Regions from separate parts of the Mus musculus genome. Here region 2 is linked to region 1. Evidence: chromatin contacts called from public promoter capture Hi-C data. All regions are on one chromosome and are shown on one strand. The core of a region is the stretch at or near the end of the contact, and the rest is flanking DNA. Distances in the headings are between cores, read along the strand shown.

Region 1 (3,727 bases), core at 623-3,122:
GCATTGTAAACCAGCTAACTGACACGCAGTTACACTGCATAAGGTATGTTTGAGCAAATAGCGATGCATGAATCAGCCAGTGCCCAGCATTGTAATGGGTCCCACGGGGGACAGGAGGGAATGGCTTTCATAATGCAAATCCAGAAATATTTCATGGGTTATAGTTACATAGCCACAGTGTCTGCTCTGGGTTGGTAGAAGAGTCCCTGCGGTAGAAGTATGGTTAGTTGGCAGCTTCGGGAGGTAAAGCCAATGTTTTGTTTAATAAAGGCATTTACAGTAAATATAGCCCTTCAAGATGTGCTTATGTTTGAGCTGAGCAAGCGCATTGTATTAGCTACTTTCAGGGATGCTCAGACAAACCTGACAAGAGCATCTTCAGGGAAGAGAGGCTTTGGTTCTGCTCCGCAACGCTGTGCTTCTCTGTATCTGCCTGCGTGCTCATCTCTCCAACTCTGGTTTGGAGATAAAGGCATGGAGTGCGTGTTGTTCCCCGTCCATTCCCCACCTCAGAAGCCTTCCCATATAGAAGGAGAATAAATCTCAGTTTCATTGTGGATATGGATCTGGAAGAAGATGAAACTGATTGTCACTGGGCCATACAACCTGTGAGGTTGGAAAAACAGAATCCGGAGGTATGGGTGTCAATCTAATTCTGTCCCCAGTAGACACTAGACCTCCTCTGAACAGGAAGATGGGTATCCAAAAAGTCTTCCAGCTCCAGAGTTCTCATTTCTTCATGAGCTCACAAATACGCACAGTTTAACAGATTTAACACACACTCGTCCCTCTGCTCTGAGGGTGACATCCTGGGACAGTGTGATACCAGGAGGGTGCGTGCACTGGCCACCTTCTTGAGGTTATTACTGCGACAGAGTGTCATAGTTAGGGTTGTACTGCTGTGAACAGACACCATGACCAAGGCAACTCTTATAAAGACAACTTTTAATTGGGGCTGGCTTACAGGTTCAGATGTTTAGTCCATTATTATCAAGTCAGGAGCATGGCAGCATCCAGGCAGGCATGGTACAGGCAGAGCTGAGAGTTTTACATCTTCATCTGAAGGCTGCTATGAGAAGACTAACCTCCAGGCAGCTAAGATGAGGGTCTTATAGCCCACACGCACAGTGACAAACCTACTCCAACAAGGCTATGCCTTTTTTTGTTTTTTGTTTTTTGTTTTTTGTTTTTTGTTTTTCTGAGACAGGGTTGGCTGTCCTGGAACTCACTCTGTAGACCAGACTGGCATCGAACTCAGAAATTCGTCTGCCTCCCAAGTACTGGGATTAAAGGTGTATGCCACCATGCCCGGCTAAGGCCACGCCTTCTAATAGTGCCACTCCCTGGGCCAAGCACATACAAACCATCACACAGAGGCAGCCAGGTTAATGAGAGCAAAGTTGCTGAAGCCTGGCAAAGCCTTCTCTGAGCTGTCTCTTTCTCAGATTGCTCATAGAAATGACAACAAACAGACGGGGGTGAGGGATGTTGCGAAGTTCAAATTGTGTCTGTCTGTCTGTACTGTAGCTTGAGCATCTGCCTGCCAATTAACTCATTTGATCCCTAGAGAAATTCTGCAGCATGGGTAGTATTTTAAAGTTGAAAAGCAATGGGGTGGGGACAGAGGGCTTTTAAAAACCTACCCACGGGTCACATGGCTTACCAGCAATGCCATCCAGGTGAACCTCAAAGGATGTCCTCCCCCACCTTCTTCCACCAACACGTGCTTTTCTGGATGAGCCAAATGGCAGAAAGATTGAAGACTGATTCTGGAACTCCCTCCAGAGGCGTGTCCTCCCAGTTTTGGAGGTTCCCAGAAAGGAGGTGGTGCTGGCTCCCCGGGCAGCTAGCCCAGGCTCTGGGCAGTGAGAGGGAGGGAGATCAGGCCACCACGAGACAGAGATGGAGACCAGCAGCCTGTGGCCCCCGAGGCCCAGCCCCAGTGCAGGGCTGAGCCTGGAGGCGCGGCTGGGCGTGGACACTCGCCTCTGGGCCAAGGTGCTGTTCACCGCGCTCTATTCGCTCATCTTCGCGCTTGGCACAGCCGGCAATGCGCTGTCCGTGCACGTGGTGCTGAAGGCGCGGGCGGGTCGCCCCGGGCGCCTGCGCTACCACGTGCTCAGCCTGGCACTGTCAGCCCTGCTGCTACTGCTGATCAGCGTGCCCATGGAGCTCTACAACTTCGTGTGGTCCCACTACCCCTGGGTCTTCGGCGATCTCGGCTGTCGTGGCTATTACTTCGTGCGTGAGCTGTGCGCCTACGCCACGGTGCTGAGCGTGGCCAGCCTGAGCGCAGAGCGCTGCCTGGCCGTGTGCCAGCCGCTGCGCGCCCGCCGCCTGCTCACCCCGCGCCGCACCCGCCGCCTGCTGTCACTAGTCTGGGTCGCCTCTCTGGGCCTTGCCCTGCCCATGGCGGTTATCATGGGACAGAAGCACGAAATGGAGAGGGCCGACGGGGAGCCTGAGCCTGCCTCGCGTGTGTGCACGGTGCTAGTAAGTCGCGCCACGCTCCAGGTCTTCATCCAGGTAAGGGAGTGGGGAGTGGGGTACAGTAGAAGGGGAAACCTATGTCCTACAGTTAGCCTTTAACACACACACACACACACACACACACACACACACACACACACACACACACACACACACTGGGGTAGTGAAAGAAACTAAAGCAACTCCTCCAGGGTCCTTCCCAGATATTCAAAGGACCAAGGAAGGGTGCAAGCAGCATCCCTTCACTACCCGTGAGCACACAGAGGATCTGGAAGGGTAAACATGTGAAAGTGCAGAAAGGCATGCTGGCTGGTGCATCAGGACATGTGTGGGATTAGGGGCTGCATAGATGACTGGACCATCATATCTTCTGCATTGAATTCCTGGCCAGGTGTGGACTGGAGTCTTGCAGCTATTGCTTGAGATTTTCAAGTCCGGGTGTGCCAGAACAATGGATTAGACTAGGGGCACACATATGGTGGTAGAACAGAAGGGTTTGTCAGGAAGAAAAACACTTGCACAACTGAAGTGGATACAGAGCAGAAGAGGAGGGAGCTGTTAGAAGCTCAAGGGCACTGGCCAGGAGTAGAGTATGTGCCATTTGCACAGCACCTGCCTTCTCCCACATTTATAATCCATGAGCTTTTTCTACTGTTTTGTCTCTTATGTGTAGCTGTTGGTGAGGGTCCCCAGCCTTTCTCTGCCATTGGTTTCTTTCATATTAATCTTGATACCTCTTTCTCTCCACCCTATTCTCTTGCCACAGTACAAGGCTGCGGTGCCTGGCATAAAGCTCCTTTTCTCTGCACCATCCTGTGTGTATCATCTGGGTCTGGTGGGCAGGAAGGGAGGAGTCTAGGACCTATTCATCCGTCCTTCACTTACCACCTCCCTCTTCACCCAAGAGAAACCATGGAAAGAGCCAATTGTGCCCATGTTTAACCATGTCCTACGGGGCTGCCTTTTCCCTATCTGGTTCAAGTTCTTCTTGAATGGGGACAAGGGGACCAAATGCCTAACAATAGTTTGCTGGTAATGGATTTGCTTTAAAAGGAGTTTGGCATTTGAAACATCATGTCCATCTCTAGAAAGAGAGTTCAGCCATTATCTGGGAGGAAGGGAGGGAGTCCAAGGAAACTGAAGGGTTCCAGTTGGGACACTGTTGGAAGAAACTTCAAGTTAAGAAAAGGATTCAGGACAGGGATGGTGAGGAAAACAGGGACACTGAGTCAGAATT
Region 2 (3,796 bases), core at 896-3,395, 240 kb after region 1:
TGACCTCAAACATTCTATGTAGCTAAAGATGGCCTTGAACACCCTCCCCCCACCCAGCCCCCATTCTCTTGCCTCTACTTTCTCAGTGCTAAGATTACAGAGGTGAATCACCATACCAGGGTACTGCTGTTCTTTTAAAACAAGGTCTCCAAGGCTTGAGATCATGGCTACTCCGCCAAAGTCCATAAAAACATATAGCCAAGTCATTTCAAAATTAATTTGTAACTGGAAGATCACAATGTTCCTTTTGAAAGCCCATTATACTATCACCAGGAAAAAGAACTTGTAAGATCTGTAATAATGATTATCTAATTATCATGCTCCAGTGCATGGGTGGAAAGAGTGGTTAGCTGGCTCTACTCTCCTAGCTTTGGGTCTGTGGACGTATGAAGAAGTAAATTTACCTACTGGCTTGAAGAACTTTTTTTTTTTTTTTTTGACCCAGAGGCCAGTTTTATTATCTACAAGAGAAAGGGTTCTCTTCAGTCATCAAAGACTCTTCCTGTCTTAATCCAAGTCAGAGGGGCTTCTCCCCAGAAGGGCAGACATTTTTGGACCCCTGCGCTGGGTGAAGTGCATGCAATTTTGGCCAGGCCAGGGCTGTAGCCTACCTGCATATTTACCTTGACACCCCAGGGAGCTCTACAGTTCACTATTCAGGGGCATTACACTCTAGCTTCCATAAGTACAAGTTTTCAAATTTAAAAATTCAATATGCTTTTTAGCATTTTTTTGTTGTTGTTTTCAAGACAAGTTTTCTCTGTGTAGCTCTGGTTGTCCTGGGACTCATTCTCTAGACTTAGGTTAGCCTCAAACCCTCCTGCCTCTGTCTCTCCCCAGAGCTGGCATTAAAGACCTATGAGGCCACCACCCTACTTGACATCTTTAGAAGTGGGGGGAAAATCCCATTCAGTTAGGAGCAAGTGTGTTCTCTCACTTGTTTAGCTGCTCATTTCAAAGTGTTCATAATCCCCTTTGCATTTTTTCACTTCCGGTAAATTTTCCCTAGTCTCAACCGGCTTGCAATACCCGTAGGATTCTTCCCGTGAATATGACAAGAGCTTGTTTGGATTATTCAGCTGCTGGAAGATTGGGTCCACTCCCAGGGTTTTGGTCATTGCGAACATTCTGAATAGCCCTGCTGTAAACATCTCCACGCAAAGTCCTCCTCTTTTCGGATCATTTCCTTACACTTGGACTTCCTTAAATGGCCTTACTGGGTCAAAGGGGCTCTGTGAACAGTTTTATAGCTCTTGGCACATAGTTTTCCGATTGCGCCCTGAGAGGATCTGACCAATGGCTAGGGGGCAAGGAGAGGGCAGGAATGCGGAGAAGCAGCCCCTCTCTTTCACTCTCCAAAAGCAAGGGCCCCGCGGATGCAGAAGCGCTTCCTTATTGCCTCCTGTTCCCTCCGCCTGGCCAGTGTCTAAGGTCTAAGGCCAGGCGGGCACCTTGGTCAGGGAAGGGCACAAAGGTTTCTGAGAGTTTAGGATTTATGACCCGGAGGCAGAAACAACTCCTCCAGGCCTCCCAGCTCCGGGACTCAACAGGATTCAAACGAGTCCCACACTCTTAGCGCGGGCTAGGGGCGCGGCCTCCCCGCCCCCTGGGAGCCCCAGGCGCAGGCCTCAGGCGCACCAGGCCTGGGAAGGGCGCTGACCCGGGGCGCAGCAGTTCGGCGCGGCTTGCATAGCTGCGCGCTGAGTCAGCGGGACACAGCGGGCGGGGGGCGCGGACGTCAACTAGGCCTCTGGGTCCGGCCGGCGACGTGGGACACACGACGGGGACCACGGGGCACCGCGCTGCCATCCGTCCCGCCTCCCAGTCCCGCGAACCGGCCCGACGAGGCAGGGAGACTAGCCAGGCGGCGGGAACGGAAAAGAAGCCTGGCTGCTCAGCCCGGTGGCGGGGCGTGGCCGGAGGCCAGGGGCGGGGCGTGCCGCGGGGCCGCGCCGGGGTGGGCGGGGCGGGGCCGGGCCGCGCGCAGCCGACCGCGGGCGGAGGGGCTTGTGGGTAGCGGCGGCGCGCGGCCGAGTAGGGACGCGGCTCCGACTGCGTGTGAGGGGAGCGGGCGTGTGGGCGCGCGAGGCGGCCGGCGGCGATATGCGGGTGGACGGGCGACGGCCCTAGCGGCCTGAGCCCCGAGGGCGGGGTGGTGCGGCGCGGGCGCCCCTTCCCCGCTCCCGCCCGCCGGGTCCTGGCGAGCTCGCTACGGGCCGGGCGGCGCGCGTGCGGCTGAGGGGCGGGGACGCCGTGTGCCTCGCTGCTCCCGGCCGGGCCGGGCGGCTCCTCAGACAGCGGCGCGCGGCGTGCCGGGGCGGAGGTTCCGCGGGCGGCGCTAGGCCCGGCGAAGCGGCATGAGCCGGCCCCCGCCGACGGGGAAAATGCCCGGCGCCCCCGAGACCGCGCCGGGGGACGGGGCGGGCGCCGGCCGTCAGAGGAAGCTGGAGGCGCTCATCCGAGACCCTCGCTCGCCCATCAACGTGGAGAGTCTGCTGGTAGGTGCGGGCTAGGGAGGGAACTCCCCGCCCTGCCTGGTCCCCCCTCGGCCCACCCGCCCCGCTTCCGGCTGCCCGGGGAGCTGGAGACCCAGGTTCCAGAGTGGAGACCCCACCTGGGATTCTCGGGTCCACCTCCCTGCCGAGCGAGTGTCATCTCGGCCGCCCCCGTTCTTGGAGCGCGCAGGGAGGAAACACCCCTGGTCTCCTTCCCGCCTACCCAGTTGGTTTGGGGCGGAAAGGTGGAGGATTGGCTGTGCTTCCTACACTGGGCTACCCAATTTGAAAGTGTCACGCAGTGTGGGAGCTAGGGTGAAAACCCAGGGAGAAAGAAACCCGACGCTCTTCCTATTGGGAGTACCACCGGGGGCACACGACAAAGAGCTCGTCAGGAAGCTGGGAACGCACAGCTAGCTCAAGTTTGCTGCTTTCAGTTGCTCTTGGACATTCCATAGTAGCTATTTAGTACATTTGAATTTATGTAAATTAAATTTCCGGAGATTGTTGCTCTGAAGCCAAGAAATGAGTCTGAATTGTAGAATGGGATAAATCTCTCCCCTTCATCTTGTCTTTCCCATAGCATTCAAAATCCAAATTAAGAGCCTTGGAAAAGGCAGCTAACTGGAGCTCGGTTAAGAAAAGAACACGATTTACAATAAATGCCATGTAGAATGCTGGTATACTTCTGGTCGTGTTGAGGGAAGCGATTATGCTTGGCAAACGAATTTGATTAGTGTGCACCTAGAGTTGCATTTATGGGAAAAAGTGGTGTGAACGTGTACCCTGAGGAGAAGTCGGAAAAAAAAAAGATACTCCGGCTATTAGCTTTGGAGGTCTAGACTTAGGGTGGGTGATCAGGCATTCTGTGCCAAAAAGCATGTCAGACCTGAGCTCTGCTAGGAGAAGCCTAGTGACTCTGTGATGAGAAAAACTGTCTCCTCCCTTTCCACTGACTAACTTTTCTTCTGAGGCCGTTGGTTATCCTTTGAGGTTTCTGGAATCATTTGCAGAGTGACTCAGTTCTGTTTGGCCACAGCGCAGGAACTGACTAGAGTGTGGGTATCGCTCTATAGGATGTGTAAATATAGAGATTTTGACTTTTGGGGGCGGGGGGAGTGTTTTTGTTTGGTAGTGGGTTCCTGTGTTCTTGTGGGACGTATTTTGGAAGTCTTCAGAGCAGGATTGCTTGGAGTTCATAGCCTTTTTGTAGATAAAGCAAAGCTTCTCTGGTGTCACTGCCAGGATTTTCACTTTGGTATTTTGCTAGCAAAACTTTGATCCTAGGCCAGAAAGTTCAG

What was found. Promoter capture Hi-C pulls out the DNA fragments that hold promoters and counts their contacts.
Region 2: a contact with region 1 is called in a promoter capture Hi-C map of neural stem cells. The contact joins the promoter of Rock2 here to the promoter of Ntsr2 in region 1. A contact is called at or near these places in 6 of 39 promoter capture datasets (embryonic stem cells, liver, neural stem cells and 1 more), 2 of 484 Hi-C or Micro-C datasets (cardiomyocytes and embryonic stem cells) and 1 of 9 other capture datasets (pancreatic islet).

Annotation. Positions count from the first base shown.
Region 1 is chr12:16,651,598-16,655,324 of GRCm38.p6, forward strand. It overlaps Ntsr2 (neurotensin receptor 2), which reads left to right and starts at 1,873. Exons shown (of 4, transcript NM_008747.2): 1 at 1,873-2,526. The coding sequence starts at 1,903. It also overlaps a transcript of Lpin1 not described here.
Region 2 is chr12:16,892,833-16,896,628 of GRCm38.p6, forward strand. It overlaps Rock2 (Rho-associated coiled-coil containing protein kinase 2), which reads left to right and starts at 2,146. Exons shown (of 33, transcript NM_009072.2): 1 at 2,146-2,498. The coding sequence starts at 2,358.